Regions from separate parts of the Gossypium arboreum genome. Here region 2 is linked to region 1. Evidence: chromatin contacts called from public Hi-C data. All regions are on one chromosome and are shown on one strand. The core of a region is the stretch at or near the end of the contact, and the rest is flanking DNA. Distances in the headings are between cores, read along the strand shown. Region 1 overlaps LOC108456752 (probable manganese-transporting ATPase PDR2). Region 2 holds the start of LOC108456982 (type II inositol polyphosphate 5-phosphatase 15-like).

Region 1 (4,633 bases), core at 1,020-3,519:
TTGAAAATTTTATTTTATCTTAAACTAATTAATAATACATGAAATACATACGATATTAAAATAAAAAAGGTAAGATTAAATTATGAGTAAAACAAAATTTAAATATGTAAATATGTTAAATTAAGAATAGTAACTCAATACAATTGTTTATCATGGCGATATCATCAATCCTAAGTTGGTGTTGAGTTAATTTGTGACACTAACTCAATCAATGACATCATTAATAAGAAATTTTATCACATGCGCATGTGTTTAAAAACCACGTATTCAGAACATAGAGGTGTGTTTAAAAGTAACACACAATAAATAATGAGACGTATAGTTTGAAACTAATTAATAATAACACAACAAATATGTACAATATTATAATAGAAAAATAGATTAAATTTTGAGTAAAACAAACTTAAACATATAAATACATCAAATTAATAATACTAAACTAATACAATTGTTTATCATGGTGTTGTCATTCATCTTTAGTTGGTGTTGAGTTAATGTGACACCAACTCAATAAACAATATTATTAATATTTACAATTGATGGAAGTAATAAAATGTACATAATAAAATTAAATTAAAATGTATAAAAATATTAAAATAAATTTTGATTGAGTAGTAAATTTTAAGTTTTTAATGCAATTAGTATGGGTCAAATGCCACCTTTTACAATTTTACAAAAAATAAAGTAATCTCAAATAACATAATTTATTTAAATACAAAATAATATTTGAATAATTTTCTAATGAAGTTAGTGCCTAATTGACTCATAACACCGACTCATTCAAGAATTTTTAATGTGATTGGCATGAATCCAAATTCCACATGTATATTTTTATATTATTTTCAATAAAAAGATTAAAGTAACTTTGAATAATAAAACTTATTTTGAATAAGAAAAATATTTTAATAACTTCTCTAACCGAGTTAATGTCCAAATGAATTATTATATAAAATTCAATTAGGGATCTAAATAATAATATACAGATATAATTAATGGATGTTATAAAATGTGCAAAATAAAATTAAAATGTAAAAAATATTAAAATAAAACTTTAGTTAAACCTTAAATTCAAAGCATTTTCGATCTGTTAGAAGTTGAAATCTCGTCATATGCATTTTTCTTTTAAAAAAAAACAAAATTAATCCAACCTTAAATGATATAACCAATTTTAAATACAAAAGATAGTTTAATATTTTCTTAACTAAAGTAATGCCCGATTAATTCAAGATACAATTTAAATAATAGTATAGATAGAAATAAATATATGAATATCAAGCAATGCAGGTGACTAGAACAAATGTCTGGCCAAAAAAAATAAAACAAATTTGATTTAGAATAATGTGGACAAATAACACCATAAAAGCATAAATCATCCCTTTCCGCAGAAGATTAAGCTAAAATATATATATATATACATATACAAAATCATCATTCCAAACAATAATGATCTTTCTTCTCTCAATTTACCTATGATGATGCATTATTAGACAACAATAACATATCAGTAGACACTATAAAATTTTGCTCTTCATACATTTCACATGAGGATGAGATTGACCTGACAGCAGAAGAAAACATTATCCTAAGAAATTGGATGCAACACATCAATAAGATAAATTATTTTCTGTATCCGACTTGCTATAATTCAATAAATCTAATCAAAATATGGCTTATGAGCTCAACTACAATTTGTTTTTCTTTTAAGTGTTGAAACAACTATTCTTTCAAGTCGGCTTTGCAAAAATAACAAAATCAAAGTTTATGCTTTCGTAAAGAATAACCCCCTCATTCTATGAGCAAAATACCATTTGACAGATTCCACGTCCTAAAGGAGTAAGCAAAACATGATTTAACAAATATCAAATAAATAAAAAAAGAGTTGCATATCTTTGAGCTAATTCACTAAATATAATAATCTGACCGGTGTCAGCCTTTTCCAAAATCATTAGCAGAGGGAGAATTCTCTGTTCACTTAGACCAGCTTCTTCTCAGAACTAGCAGCAGCCACACGTTGGCGCTTCCTCCAAGCAGGGATTTTACCAGGGAATGCCCATCTTAACAACCTCTCCCAAGCATAGCAGCACAGAAACATTAGTAGAGCCCATATCAAGAGCTTATCCCTCAATCCCACAGGCAAAGGAACCAAGCTCAACCAATCATTCAAATCCCTAAATATATCAGAAGTTATAACCACAAAGAAACCAGCAGCAGCTCCAAGAGCATACAAGAATGGTTTGTTTTCAGGGATGCTCTGGTTGAAAGGATGACCCATGTAGTTCACTGCAAATGTTGCTACCTGAAGCATCATGCTCACCATGTATGAAACTGTGTTCACTAGATTAGGGTGAAACTCTGATTCTGGCTCAATGCATTCCTCAGGCATGTGTTTCTCAGCCTCTTTCACAGAAGAGATCAAGAATAACAGGTGCATAGCAAACTGTCCCATGAGAGAAAGGAAGACATAGGAGCAGAAAATATTCGGGTGGGGCCGTGCAGCTGAAAGGGTGGGTAGTGGGCGAGCGTGTGAGATAAACAGGAAAAAAGCAGCTGTAAATACACCACTAATAGTTGCCTGAACATCACCCAGCTTGACACCATCCAAGTACATCACACTTAAAACATAGGCTGTAGCAAGGCAGTTAAGGCCGAGTATCTTGAACATTTGAAGGGTAGTCACAAGGGTACTGCGTCCTTGACGAATTATGTCAGTGGTTGGGGCAACTGATGCATGCTTTGCAGTAAATGGTGATGCCATTGAGGCATCCCCCAGTTTGACAATAGGAGCAGAGCGACCATCACCCTCCTCATTCAGCTCATCCATCATCTTCTTCAGCTTCTGTCGATGCTTCTCTGCAGCATTAAGATGCCGGTTACTGGTTGCATTGTTGCTAGATTCTGATCTGGGGACTACCTTTCCTTTTGAAGAGGCTTCTGAATTGCCCGTTGCTTCTACAGTGGGCTTAGATTTCGACTTCAATGACTTCGTATTTTCATCTTTAGATGTTCCCGATGAGCTCTCACTTTTAGTTGGAGGCACTGCATTCAATAGAGCAACACCTACATGGGCCTGAAAAAAGAGGTAGAGTATTACAGGCCCATGCTTTCCCGCTATCTTAAAATCTGGGAACAATTAACTTTTCTGTTACCTTGAACCAATCTAAAGTAACTAAATATGTAAATGAAAAAAATTAAGAAGCAATTCAAATTAACAACTGTATGCATAAAAATTTCTATCACCAAAAACATTGATGAACTGATGTTAATTTTCTTAAAGAACAAACTTATTATTGGATTTAATTAAAAAACACATGTACACAAAATCAATCTATATTTGTGTAAAAATAGAAAACAAGCAGTACAAGATAATTCATAATAAAATACAGATATAAAATGGTAATATGAAAAATTAAAGCTGTCTTTAGGGAGAGAAGGAAAAAAAACCTAAGCTCCGTCATGAAAATATATTCATTTTATTTTCTAATTTTCATTTTCTATTTTTAAATATTGAAAACAAGAAATAAAAATTGTTTTAAATAATGAAAATATGATAACATGTTTGGTACCTATTTTCCTATAATAGAAATAAAATAAAAAAATTTCCTACATTCATATAGACTCGAACCAAGGTAAAAGATTTTATATTTAAAAAATTGATGAAGAAAAATAATATTTTAGTGTTTATATGGGTTTGAACCAAAGCCAATTCATTAATTAAATTGAAAGTTAAAACCTTGTTTTCAACTTTATCAATTTTACAAAGCAGATCGTATCAACAACTTGAGGCTTAATTGAGACGATCTCTCTGAGTTTTTTTCCCCTCCATTTTTGGGTTAATAGTAGATTGACAAGTGATGGCAGTTGATACATTGTGCTAAATACAGATGGAAAAATAAGTTCTCAAACCTGAAAGGCCTTCAACATAATGGCTGCACAATGAACCTGTTAAATAATATAGCCTACATATATAGGTAAAATAAGATACCAACTAAAACTCCTTGAGTAAAATATTACCTGCTTAAGAGCTCCAACATCATTGGTCCCATCACCACACATTAAAGTCAACCTTCCCACTGTCTTGAAAGTGGTCATGATCAGTTCTTTCTGTTCCGGAGCAACTCTTGCAAAAACCTACAATGACATTGTGGTGCCAATAACTTAGACAGAGTTATGCAGAAAACCAAAAACAAATGGATGGTAGAGTTGCAACCTTAACAAAAGGAATGACTCTTAGAACAGCAGAAGTCTGTTGTAACATTTCAAAGCAGTCTCCTCCAATACAAAGATCATGAGTCTCAGATAAAGCTTCAACCTCGTTCTCACTGATATCAGGGAAAACCCTTTGATCAGTCAAGTTAGCCAGAAGAATGAAAAGTTGATGAGTACAACACACCTAATCAGCAGATCAATATGACCAGTTCCAGAAAAGAAGATGTATGATCGAAACTTGATACACATGCCCAAAAAAAGAACCTAGATATATATGGAAGAACCAAGATTTATGCTCGGTGAGTTTATCAGAACTTAAATCCACTAAAAGCCTACAAGGAAATTATATGTCAGAAAATAGAGTTGATAGTAACCAGAGAAACATAACCTGTAGGGAATCCTCTCTGTCTCATCTGGTGATACCCAC
Region 2 (4,633 bases), core at 1,595-4,094, 100 kb before region 1:
GAAGGATGAGGCTGAATATCTTGAATACGATTTCCATTTCCATCCCACTGAATAAGCATACCATTCGCACAGCCAACCCAAATCATCCCGTCAATAGTTATTGTGAGTGCTTCAATCCTCCGACTATCATCAAGAAAGCCCCCTTTTGCTGCAACTCGACGAACAGCATCAGCTGCTCCCATTATGGCATTACGTGACTGCTGAAAGAAACCAAAGGAACTTTGTGTTTTCTCCTTCTTTGAACTTGCAACAATCTTCATCTTTATCTCATCTTCCATGGCAAAGTCAGGAACCAATGACAAATCTGCTCTATTTTCAATTTGACCGTCAATGTTGAAAACTTTGAGTAACTCCCTCGTCCGAGCATCCCTGAAATTTTGAAATTCTGAGAAAACCTAACAAAAGTAACAGAAAGGAGACAAAAAAAGAAATCTTTTACAAGAGCGGTGTAAGATAAGATGATCTAAATTCAAATTGGAGCTAAATTAATACAAGTAAAGTAACTAGAAATTCTAATTGTGCAAGAAGTTAATTAAGATCCACATTCTTGATTTTGCAACCTCAAATATCTCAAAAATAAACAAAAATACATTAAGAATCTCTATATCCTTCTAACCTATAAACAGGAACAGAAATAGAGCCAACATCTGGGGTAAAATCAGATTGATCTATTACTTATAATTTCAAAAATCCCATATTTGGACAGAAAATGACAAGTTTTAACAATTTTACATGTAAAAAGCTTTCAGTGTCACATTTTTCACAAAAAAAATTATACAATTATCTCCTTTCATGCACAGAGCAAATAAATTAGATTTCAAAGTGAGATCCTATTTGTAATAGTTGACTTTTTATTTTATTACAAATCTTAAATGGCAAGGGCCTCTGTCCAAGAACTGTGATAAAGGAATGATGATGTCTTGTAGAAATATTTAGAAACTGACAGGTTACAGTGCGTAGAAGAACAGTGTATTAGCAAGAGGTACAAGATCATCATAGCTGATCTAGACTATCAATAAGGGGGTAGATGTGGAAGGTCTTTATAGCTTATTATTTATCAAAGAGGAACTGAACATGTAACAATATGCCAACAGAACTTTGTTAATTTTAAGGGTGCAGTTTCCACGGTCTAGACATACCACAATGCAAAAGAAAGATAACCAGAACTCCATACTTTAGCTCGAATATTATCTGACAGAAGGCACTTGATATCTGAATTTAATATAGAACTGAAGCCATTTACAGCGACTTGACTCCTAAGGTCAATAAATGATTTCCCCATTAACGAAGAAGCCATATGCCGTTCTTCCATTGACAGAGAGAGCGCATTGTTAATAGATTCCCATGGCCAAATCCTGATATTACCCCCTTCTGAACCAGACCACAAATCCCCTGAATCAAAGTAAAACAAAAACAAAAATTAAAGCAAATAAGATTATGTCAAAAGAGATCATCATTCTTACCACTGGACGCGAGCAAGCAATTGTAACAGGAAACTTTGAGTAGGGATGCATAAATAGTTCTTGAAGATACATTTTGCTCTTCTTGACATGTATTTATTAGAGACGAATTTCAGTTTTAAGAATAAACAGTTTATGGAGGATGGAGTTTTTTAACTAAAAATTTCTAGATCCATGCCAGGCTATGTGTTTGCTCCTTGGCTTTTCAGAGGCAAGGTGGTGATAATTAAAACTTTCAAAATCTAAAAATATGCTAATCTATTATTAATCAACCGTCCATCAAAATTGCACGTAACACATTCAATAGAGGTTAGATTGAGAGTTCTCATTATTACTATTACAAGTAATCTATTAATTTCTTGTAAATGTTCTGGCAGTGGATCCACATTAATAGGGAGAAAACCAAAAAGCATAAGTAGAGAAAAGCAAAAGGGAAAACAGACCATAACAAGTGAAAACAACGGAAAGCACGGGGCCGCGATGAGCCTGCCAACACCACCCTTCCTTAAACCCACCACTCTCACAATCCATCTTCCAGCCTCTGATCTTTCCATCCTTATGCCCACTCCAGACAACTCCATTCCCCTCATCCCCCACCATACACATCACCGCCGCATTCCCATTCCCGTTCCCATTCGATAATATCGCCGACGACTCCCTAAACGGCGCAGCCTCCTCCTCCTCCCCTTCCTCGTATAAATCTTTCAATTCCCAAACCCTGACAGCGCCGCTCTCGCTGCCGGCCCAAAGCTGCCCGTCGGTAGAGGCAATCGTTTTCAAGAAGCGGCCGAATTGGGTCTCCCTGAGGGGATGTGGTCGAAGCTGGAGGTAGGGAGGGCGATTAGGGTGGAGGGGTTTGCGATCAGGCAGGGTGAAAATGCCTTGGCCACCGCCTTTAGCCACAAACTCAGGTAGGGAGGGTTTGGGACGAGAGGTGTTTTGCGGTAGAAGATTGCGGTCAAGGAATTGGATCATGTAGTCGAGGCGTCGGTTGGTGGAGTGGAGGGAAGGGTAAGAGGGATGCGAATCATCGTCAGAAGAGGAGGCGTAACGGTCGAAGATTCTGGGACTAAGATCGGGAACGTCGTCGTTGGCGTCCATGTCGGGATGTAGAACCTAGTGTGTTATTGGTTAGAGAATGAATAAGTGAGGAGGAAATTTGACTCTGGAGCGACATTTAGCTAGTTATTCACGCTTTCAGCCGCATACCCCGCAGTAACGTAACTACAATTACAGTTTTTCCTTCCGATAAATTAAAAGTTTACAACACCTCTATTCTCAATTTCATCCCTCCCTCCCTCAATTGGATTCTTTTTGTACTTTTTGTACACATGAGGATTGAATTTTAATAAATTAAAATAGAGAGGCTCATTCTTAGTTTTCATAAAACAGGGAATGAACTTCAAATTAGACCTTTACACAAAACATGTCGTCCAATTAATTCCAAAAAAAAAAGAAAACCAATTCTTAAAATATAAATGAAAATAATTAAATTGTTAAAAGAATGAAAAACATGCCACCGACTAAATATTGTTGAAGATGTGTTGTCAGGCGAGGTTGACCAGAAAACCATTTCACCAAAATAGGTTTCTTATGTTTATATAAAAACAATGAAATGTAACCATAAGAGTAAACTACATCATTAGTTAATAAATTATAAATAAATTTTCGTTTTAATTATTTAATTAAAATTTTATAATTTAATTATTAAATTTTTGAAATAGTTTTTTTAGTTTTCCTTCTTTTAAGTGACACTTTTTAGTTTGAATAATACTAATTTTAGTACTTAATTTTTATACTTTCTATCAATTTAACTTTGATTATATATAAAATAATAAAATTTGAAATTCTTTTAAAAAATTTAGAAAATTATAAAATTTAAAATTAAAGTAAATAAATTTTTTAAAATTGATAAAGTGAGAAAATGAGATAAATTTGTTTTAAACCCTCCAAATACAATACCCATTTTTAAAAATAGAAAAAAAATTAAGACAAATTATTGCTTCTTCTTTTTTACCTCTTTTGTTTCTTACCATGACTTTTTTTAAAAAATAGAATATAATTTTATTTATAGTTTGGGTTTTGAAAAGTAATTTAAATGAATTAAAATTTTGAATTGAGTCGAAAAAAGAAAATTTTATAGTATATTTTATATTTTTTTTGCTAAAAAATTGTATGTATGGAACTTGATTAGAAGATGTTATTAATTTGGTTTTAGAAACATTGAGGAAACATGTAATGATTTAACTTTTTGTTGTGTTTTGTTTTTATTTGTTATTGGATTCTATTGAATGATAAGTTTTTTTGTTTTTTATTTCCCATATATATTAGTTTTTCAACAATAATATTTTATAGATTTTATTTATCTACAATTTTTATATAGAATTTTCTATTTTAAAATAATTTTAAGTTTTTTTATAATTTTATATAGAACTAGGGTCAAATTGACAAAAAATATAAAAGTTAAGGACTAGAATTATTATTATACCAACTAAAAAGTTCCACTTAACTCTTGAGTAACCACAATAAATAATTTTAGAAAACTAAGTGACCGAAGTGTAACTTTTTTTAATTAACTGATCAAAACAAAATCGTACTCATAATTTAATGACTAATGGTGTAATTTACCCTTTAATTAATCTAAATCTCCCCCATTGTTTCTTTTGCAAAGTTAGTGTTCTGTATTGTTCAACAATTTTAAGAATAATATAGGATATTAGCAAAACATCATTTTGAAAATGGTTAGACGATTTTAAACATTTTGATTAAGGAAAGGGGAGGAAGTGATAAACTTCATTAATCTATTCTTGCGTTTTAACATGTTTTTAGCATTTTTTATAGGAAATGTTATAATGATTTAGTGAAATGTTGGCTGAAGTTGACATTTGTGTTCAATTATTTTCTTAGGGAAGTATAGAATTTGATGTACGATTATTTTCAGAGAAAAAAAGTTTGTTGTTACTTTGTTGTTCCTATTTGATATTCTTGATAATCAATACCCATTTCTCTCTTCAATTATTTCATCATATGCTTAATGCTTCATGTTTGTTTTTAGTGGTGATTGTTTATCTTTCATATTCTCTTTTATTTGAAATTATTTGGATTAATGTGTATTTTCAAAGAAATTTCAAAGTTGAGAGCTCTACTTTAAACTATAATTGTTAAAGCCAAGG

What was found. Hi-C and Micro-C count contacts between places; a contact is called where the count stands out from the background.
Region 2: a Hi-C map of leaf shows a contact between it and region 1, with 4 times the contacts expected there. The contact joins the promoter of LOC108456982 here to the enhancer-like site in region 1. A contact is called at or near these places in 2 of 5 Hi-C or Micro-C datasets (both in leaf).

Annotation. Positions count from the first base shown.
Region 1 is chr13:95,663,542-95,668,174 of ASM2569848v2, reverse strand. It overlaps LOC108456752 (probable manganese-transporting ATPase PDR2), which reads right to left. Exons shown (of 22, transcript XM_053023717.1): 19 at 4,595-4,633; 20 at 4,208-4,319; 21 at 4,012-4,128; 22 at 1,618-3,067. The coding sequence ends at 1,973. Among protein-coding and RNA genes, the nearest start is that of LOC108456752, 12 kb to the right of the region's middle. Within about 2 kb of position 2,269, at least 1 of the 2 cell types and tissues checked has an H3K27ac peak or open chromatin away from gene starts, as enhancers often do. A contact at or near this core is called in leaf, where this site is marked.
Region 2 is chr13:95,769,012-95,773,644 of ASM2569848v2, reverse strand. LOC108456982 (type II inositol polyphosphate 5-phosphatase 15-like) reads right to left here and starts at 2,844. Exons shown (of 10, transcript XM_017755765.2): 1 at 1,904-2,844; 2 at 1,140-1,392; 3 at 1-369. The coding sequence starts at 2,561.